2 separate regions of the Sus scrofa genome follow, and region 1 is linked to region 2. The links are chromatin contacts, called in public HiChIP or PLAC-seq maps. All regions are on one chromosome and are shown on one strand. The core of a region is the stretch at or near the end of the contact, and the rest is flanking DNA. Distances in the headings are between cores, read along the strand shown.

Region 1 (4,085 bases), core at 173-2,672, 48 kb before region 2:
GCCTGAGAGACCCATTTTGGACTTGTGACCTCTGGAAATATAAGAGAATGCATGTGTATGTGTTAAGCCGCTAAGTTTGTGGTAATTCCTTCCAGCAGCAATAGGAAACAAATACAGTGTTTGAAGTGGAGCTGTTTTCCTGGTTCTCATGGTCAATAAGATTCTCTTTGAACAGGGAGATGTGTGGCCAAAGACAGATTGTAAACCAGTGGGCTGAGTGGTCACCAGCCTGCACCCTTACCTGCCAGCTTGCTGTGGCTGGTCTTCCCCATACACAGACCCTCGCCTGCGAGGCCTCTGCATTTGCCAAGGGTGTGCTCTGAAACTGAGGTCTGGAATCGGGGAGGGAGGTGGGGGGCATCTCCAGTGTGGACCCGCCTGTGGGGTTCTCTGTGGTGCCAAGGGCACTCCCTTCTTAAGTGTTCCTCGTGGGAGTTGGTCACTTTGTTCTGTTGTCTGTTATGGGCTGTACTTGTCTCGAGGCCAGGTTTATGCATTTGGTTTGAGGCATCTGCATCCTTGTGGACTCAGCTTTTGTCTCTCTAACCCTGTACATTTGTCAGCTCATGTCATTCCAGTGACTTTGTTATTTGTATTAAAAAAAATTTTTTTTTTAATGTTATTGGCCATATCCATGGCATATGGAAGTTCCCAGGCCAGGGATTGAATCTGAGGCACAGCTGCAGCAACACCAGATCCTTTAACCCACTGTGCCGGGCCAGGGATCAAGCCCAGGCCACTGCAGTTGGATTCTTAACCCACTGTGCCACAGTGGGAGCTCCTGTTCTAGTGACTTTAGATGGTGCTTATTCTGTGATTAAGAAGAACTTTCTACTTGGACACTCCAGTTGGGCTGGAGGACCTTAACCTGACAGCTCCAGAGGCCATGCTGGCCCTTAAGCTGCTTCTCCAATGTGATTTGGCCTTCAGGCCTTGACTAACTCAGGAATGCATTTTGGGCTCATGAGATGTTTGCACCACCTTTAAAAATGTGCAAAATGTGTCACTTTCTTTTTCTTTCTTTCTTTTTGCCTTTTTTTTTAGGCTGCACCTGTGGCATGCGGCATTTCCCCGGGCCAGGGATCAAAGCAGCGCCACAGCAGTGGCAATGCCAGGTCCTTAACCTGCCACACCAAAAGGGAACTCCTTTTCATTTCTGATTTGTCCAGAGAGTCCTTAATGCTGTTCTTGTACGTAGTGCTGCTGCCGGTTTTGTAGACCGGGAAAACACGAAGGAATGTAAGAAGCCAGTCGGCGGTCCCAGAGGAATTTTGTTTCACTTCCAAGTTACTTGGAGTAACATCAGCATTATTTCCTTGGCACGAATCTGGCGTGAAAGACATTGAGTTCTTCAAGTCTGTACCCTGTTCTTCCCTAAATAAAACACAGAAGGCCTGGGGGACATGTTTTGATGTGCAGAATGGGTGGCAGAGCTCCCCTTGGCAGCACCTCTGCATATTTGCTAATCTAGTTATTTGGGTCTCTACATGCCGAGGAATGTGAGCTTCCTGGTGCAGTTTGCCTCTTGGGAAGAAGGTTTCAGATTCCAGGATGGTGTGTGAAGAATCCTGTGTTTCAGATGTAATGAGGGCAAAAGGCACCTTGCCCGTTCATTTTTCTTTTCCTTTCTTTTCTTTCTTCATCTTTTTAGGGCTGCACCTGCGGCATATGGAGGTTCCCAGGCTAGGGGTCCAATCAGAGCTGCAGCTGCCAGCCTATGCCAGAGCCACGTGGGATCCGAGCCGCGTCTTCAACCTACACCACAGCTCATGGCAATGCTGGATCCTTAACCCACTGATCGAACTCGTGGATACCAGTCGGGTGTGTTAACCACTGAGCCATGACAGGAACTCCTCGTTTTTCTTTTCAAGCCCAGAATTGGAGAGGATGCCGCGTTGCCTCAGCCGTGCCAGTTAGTGTTTGGTTCACGGGGCCAGAAGTCACAGGACGTAGTCTGTAGATAAACCTTCTTGCCAAGGTCAGGGCCAGGCTTGTGACTTGAGGGGCTGTGATGTACCCAGAGAGCTGTCTCACCGTGGAGTAGAGCAGCTTAAATAGAGAGGTTTCCCACCCTCCCGAGGGCCTGTAGGTGTCTAATGGTTGGTGATTCTCCCTGAAAACCATCCATAGGTGGCTGTTCTGTAAGAAATAATTTCCTCACTTGTTGAACCATCAAGGGCAAACAGGGACAATTCCAACCAGTGTCTGGAGGCTCTCTCAACCTGGATCTAAACTGCAGTTGGATCTCTCTACGTGGTGTCCTGCAGCTCAAGTTCAGCAGGTCTCAAATAGAACCCCTCATCATTCAAACGGCTTCCAGCTCTGGGGAGCGTTACAGTGCCTGTGTTTCTTTCCTGTTTGTCTGCAGATCGAAGACCTAAAACTCCCCCCGGGTGGGAGACTCTGAAGGCCAAGTCCATTTGAAAGAGTGCAAGTCACAAGTCACTTGAACTCTTTTAAGTTAGCTCTGCTTCTTGTGTGCATGTAGGCTTGGCATTATCCATCAGTATATGCCAGCCCTGAAAGTGCTTCAGGACAGCAGTGGTAATTAGAGTGCTTGTGAATTAGAGGCAGGAGAGGATTGGGTGGTGGTGGAAAGGGGGCTGGCGCACGGAGGCACACACTAATGAATTTTCTATTTAGTTAGGGTTCTCTGTTCCAGCTGTTCAGATAACCTGCTGAGATCCGGGCAAAGAACCTGGGAATAATGCTAAATCTCCCAAAAGTCAGAATGATGTAATGGAAAGGACCTTGGTAGAAGCTTGAGAGACGCAGGAGTCGATCCTTTGCCTCCAGGACATGTCACCAGAGGTCTAAAGAGGTCTGCCACCTTGATGAAGTCACTAATCTTATCTCTGAACCCACCGAACCCATTTGTAAAATAAGGTCACACGGGCACCTACCCTGCAGGCTAGTCCTAAGGAGTAAATGAAATGTTATTTGTCAGTCCGTTTGCATAGAGTAGGCCCTCAGTAAGGGTGGTCCATCTAGTGGCCCTTCTCCTCCTTCTCCAGTAGAGCAGTGTTGCCAGCTTGTGTAACTCGAAACTTCAAGAGTGGTTGAGTTTCATGTGCAATGACGTTGGGAAGAAAAACCGTTCTCTTTGGCCCAGAGCACCCTTGTGCTCATTTACTGGACTGCACTAAATGTAGTTTACTGTCTTAGGATTGTATATTATGCTTGTGAAGGTAGAAACAACATGGGAGAATGAGTAAATTTAAAATGTACTCCGTAAAGGTGATAAATGTGTGATTAGAAAATGGAAGTGGAGTTTGCGTGGTCAAAATTTTAAATGATACAGGTTTTGTATAATGAACTCTAATAGCACCAGAAAGAAGTCAACAGAGAAAAAAATGATGATTACTCTGAAGTAATAATAAGAATTGATGTAACTGCGATACCTATCACAGAGGTAAGAGAGAAAAGCATGCTATGTACCTAGGGAGAAATAATGTCTAATAGAACCCAAATTCAGGATGCTGTTAGAAATCCTTTTGACTAATGAGATTAGCAGTTATGACATAAACACTGAAAAATGGACACATATAAGTTTTAGCTTCCCAGATAGTATCCTGCCCTGACCATAAAAAAACACGATCTTTAAAATAGCCTTGGAGGGAGTTCCCATAGTGGCTCAGCGGAAATATATCTGACTAGTATCTGCCAGGCTCAATCCTTTCCTGGCCTTGCTGAGTGGGTTAAGGATCTGGCATTACTGTGATCTGTGGTGTAGGTTGCAGACGTGGCTCAGATCTGGTGTTGCTGTGGCTGTGGTGTAGGCCAGCGCCTATAGCTCTGATTTGACCCCTAGCTTGGAAACCTCCATATGCTGTGGGTGTGGCCCTAAAAGGACAAAAGATAAAAAGGTCCTTTGATCTGCTAATTTTGGATAAAATACTCAAAAAGAAATGATTCCGGAGGGGAAAAGTGGAATTTACACCTGTATTTATAGTTATGTGTGTATAATATAATCATTTATATATTATGAAGATAGTATATATGAATAAGTGCATATAAACATACACATATACACACACATGCACAGATGTCTACACATATATGCACCCAAATGGAGCCAATTGCAT
Region 2 (4,211 bases), core at 990-3,489:
TCCCAGAGGTTGGTGGTGGGGGGCGGGGGCGGGCGAAAGTTCCAATCGGCCAATCAGTGCTTACCTCGAGTCCCCTCATTAGCATCAACTTCCGTGTTCTCCCAAGGGGCACCTTACCTATGACAAGGACACTTCCCTCCTTCCCTCAGGAAATTCCAAGGGCTTCAGGAGATTTCTGCTGGGAGCCTGGGACAAAGACCAACTACATTTCTTACTATACCACATGCACAGCGATTGCCTCTGAAGGACTCTGCTGCTGAATGTCATCAGATGCCTGTGGCATTGTGGTAAATTATAGGCTATGGCCAGTCACAGGCGTTCTGGTGGTTTAATCATGCAGCGCCCGGCACAGCAGTTTTGAACGCTCCGAACACTGGGAGGCTGTCGGTAGAGGCAGAGCCGTGATGCTGGGTAATTGCTGAACCACAGCCAGCAGCGAGCATCCACTAGCACAAACACCACCTTGGTCAGTCAGACTGGTGTGATTTTCTTGAGGGACATTTCCCAGTAACAATAAGGTGAAAAATCCACATTTAACTTCCCGTGTCTCCGTTTTACTACTCAACACAACGTCTCATTGTTTTTTCCTGGGAGAGGTCAGTCACTGACCTCTCAATCTCTGATTATTAGAGGCGTAAAAATCATTTTTTAAAATGAACATTAGGTAGAAATTCTCATTTTGGCTTAGTAACAAACACATTTATTTCTGATACTTAAATATTGATTAAAAATCATTGGATGCTAAAAGTTATTATATGTTTGATAAATACTTTTTTGCTAAAGTTAAAAAAACTTTCTGTCATAAAATATTCTGAAAATGTGTGCTTTTAACCGTTTTCAAGGATACGGTTAGTTCGGTGTTACTAAGTCCAGTTACATTGTAGGGCAAACCCCACCATACCTCTGACCATTTTTCATTTTGCGATACTGAAACTCTGTACCCCTTCCACACTAACTTCTCAGCCTCTTGTCCCAGCTCCCAACAACCACCATTCTACTTTCTGTCTCTGTGAATTTCACTGTTCCAGGTACCTTATGTCAGTGGAATCGATACAGCATCTGTCCTTTAGTGACTGGCTTATTTCACATAGTATAGTGTCCTCAGGGTGCATCCATGTGGTGAAAGTGCCAGAATTTCCTTCCATTCTGTGGCTGAATGATATTCCATTACACGTACAGATCATGTTTTTTCTTTTTTAATCTCTTCATCCGTTAGTGAACACTTGGTTGCTTCTGCCGTTTAGCTGCTGTGAATAATGCTGCTGTGAATGTGGGTGTGAGTCCTTCGCTTTCAGGTCTTGTGAGTGCACACCCAGAAATGGAATTGCAGGATCATATGGTAATTCTATTTTTAATTTTTTGGAGAACTGCCGTACTGTTTTCCATAGCAGCTGCATCATTTTACATTCCCGCCAGCAGTGCACAAATTTCCAGTTTCTCCACATCTTTACCAATACTAGTTATTTTCTGGGGCTTTTAAAGATAGGTTTGTTTTTTGTTATTTTCTGTTTTATTATGTATTTTATATTTTAATTGCATTTAATTTTAATTTTATTTATTTTATTTTTATTTTTTGCATTTTAGGGCCATACCTGTGGCATTTGGAGGTTCCCAGGCTAGGGGTCGAATCAAAACTGCAGCTGTTAGCCTATGTCACAGCCACAGCAACGCAGGTTCCGAGCCTCATCTGAGACCTACACCACAGCTCACAGCAACGCTGGATCCTTAACCCACTGAGCGAGGCCAGGGATCGAACCCGAATCCTCATGGATCCTAGTCGGGCTTGTTAACTGCTGAGTCTCGAAGGGAACTCCCTATGTTAATTTTATTTAATTTTAATTTCATTTTATCTTTTGCAAGGTGGTACGTTGCGGTTTTGATTTGTATTTCCATAAATGATGGATGATGCTGAGCATCTTTCCATGTGTTTAGACATGGCTTCTTGCCTCTTTGGAGAAATGTCCAGATAAATACTTTTAGAAGGAGAATTAGCCAAGTTAGGAAATGCATGATGCCTTAGAAGAATGTTGGCAAGGACGAGCCGTGTCTCTGCTGTTCTTCTGTGGAGCCGTCCCCTCTCCCAGTTCCTTTCTCATTAGAGAAGACAAGCTGGAACCTTTTTTGGAATGGTCTTCTGACCACCTGCTGCCTGTGCCCTCCCAGGGGACGGGACCTGGTGAGGGCTTAGGAGCGTGACTGCGTGCAGGTGGGCATCAAGCCCAGGCCTGCCCGAGAGAGCCAAGTTCCTGAGATGGTGCCACGGCCGCCACTTCCTCACCTGCTGCCTTCACTCATGAGTGCTGAGGGGACGGGAGTTTGTCCCCCCCTCTTTCCCAGGCCTCTTCATTCTCAGGGGATTAGTTAATGGAAATAGTGTTTCTGTAACTTGGATTTTATGTGGATGGCTCTACCTTGGGTGTCGGTTGTGGTTGGGGGTAGGTTTTTCATGAAGATATGACTATCTGATCTTGAGACTTTTGGGATCCATCTCAGCTCAAAAACAGGGGTCGGCCAGCTCGTTCTGCAAGGAATCAGAGAGTAAATACTTCAGACTTTTGCAGACCACAAGCTCCCTATTGCAATGACTCAATTCAGCTGTTGTAGCAGGAAAGCAGCATAGAAGATACAGAAATGAGTAGACCTGACTGTGGTCCAGCACAGCCTCATTTAGGAAGACAGGCAGCAGGGACTGTGCTTTTGCAGACCTTGGGTAAAGACTTTGACTGCCTCTAATTGGACTGCCCTTCCTTGTTTTAACATAGGCAGATATCCAAGTGGAACAGAACCGGCAGCACTTTTATGAACTGTCTCTTGAATATGTGTGTAAGCTTCAGGAAATCCAAGAGAGGAAGAAGTTTGAGTTTGTGGAACCTGTAAGTATAATAGCAAGTTGCTCTGCTCATTGAATTTTGTGTGATAGAATGGGAATGTGTTTCTTTCAAGATCTAATGTATGGATGCTGGAGGCCTTGGGGCGTAAACTGTAAACAGGGGACCTAGAGATCTGGGAAGGCCAAGAATCGCCTCTCAAGAGTGGTTCTCTGCCTTCTTGGCCCAGCGACATCTCAAGGACTTGGCAGACAGGTACAATTTCTGCCATCCTAGTTGTGACTCCACCCTTGAAAAAAGAAATCCCTCTGAAAGAAATTCTTTTGGAATGTGACCGCAGTAGTGTTTATGGGATGACCTTTATTCTGCAAGGGCATCCATCCAGACTTTGGTACCTTCAACCATTATTGGTAACAAATTATTTAATACTATTCACAGTACTTAGGCAACTTAAGGAGCCATACGTGGAACATTTGAAACTGTTTTGTGAGCTACCCTGACATTTCTTTATACTTGTTTTTGAAACACATGATTTTTGTTTGTGCTTATAAAGATATACTCTGATAGCTTCAGTTATTTATGTTCATATATATGTGAATATAGGTATCTTGTGAATCAAAATGTAATGGGTATTTCATACTGTGGGTTTTAGCAAAAAAAAAACAAACAAAAAACACCCCCAAAAACCCAAACCCTAGAGGTACACTGAGATTCATGATTTTCAAGATTTTTTTTCTGGGGAGGGTGCGGCGCTGTGGGGGGCTGTACCCTTGGCGTGTGGAGGTTCCCAGGCTTGGGGTCGAATCAGAGCTGCAGCTACCGTCATGCAGCCGAGCCACAGCAATGCCAGATCCGAGTTGCATCTGTGACCTACACTATAGCTCATGGCAGTGTTGGATCCTTAACCCACTGAGCAAGGCTGGGGATAGAACCCTCATTTTCATCGATACTAGTTGGGTTCTTAACCTCCTGAGCCACAATAGGAACTCCTCAGGATTCACTTTAATTTTAATATACTACATGTGATTTAAAAAAAAAAACTTTATTGATAATGTAATTGACATACGGTTTTCCCATTGTGTGTATGTTGAGAAACAAAAGAAAAAACCCCAAGTTATGATTAACTAAATATTAGCATTTATGGAAGCTATGGTCCAATGGAGTAATAGAATTAATGTATATTAAACAATAAGAGAAAACCTACTTAAACCTTTCTTTTTATGTGAAATCATAATAATGACCTACATTTATTGAGAATTTACAGTGCTTATTGTTCAAGTCGTCGTTCTCAGGGCTTTACTGTGATCATGCGTATAATTCATTAAGGAGAGATTTTTATTCTACTTATTCAATGTAGAAATTGAAGAAACCTAGCAGTCATCT

What was found. HiChIP or PLAC-seq counts read pairs in DNA pulled down with a chosen protein or histone mark.
Region 1: a contact with region 2 is called in an H3K27ac HiChIP or PLAC-seq map of skeletal muscle. The contact joins two enhancer-like sites. A contact is called at or near these places in 12 of 47 Hi-C or Micro-C datasets (adipocytes, embryonic fibroblasts, fetal heart ventricle and 7 more) and 2 of 2 datasets of contacts at active chromatin or transcription factors (alveolar macrophages and skeletal muscle).

The regions. Positions count from the first base shown.
Region 1 is chr8:80,933,873-80,937,957 of Sscrofa11.1, reverse strand. The region is part of intron 1 of ARHGAP10 (rho GTPase-activating protein 10); the gene reads left to right. Among named protein-coding and RNA genes, the nearest start is that of ARHGAP10, 89 kb to the left of the region's middle. Within about 2 kb of position 1,422, at least 10 of the 83 cell types and tissues checked have an H3K27ac peak or open chromatin away from gene starts, as enhancers often do. A contact at or near this core is called in skeletal muscle, where this site is marked.
Region 2 is chr8:80,886,114-80,890,324 of Sscrofa11.1, reverse strand. It overlaps ARHGAP10 (rho GTPase-activating protein 10), which reads left to right. Exons shown (of 23, transcript XM_021100659.1): 6 at 2,763-2,873. Among named protein-coding and RNA genes, the nearest start is that of ARHGAP10, 140 kb to the left of the region's middle. Within about 2 kb of position 2,239, at least 15 of the 83 cell types and tissues checked have an H3K27ac peak or open chromatin away from gene starts, as enhancers often do. A contact at or near this core is called in skeletal muscle, where this site is marked.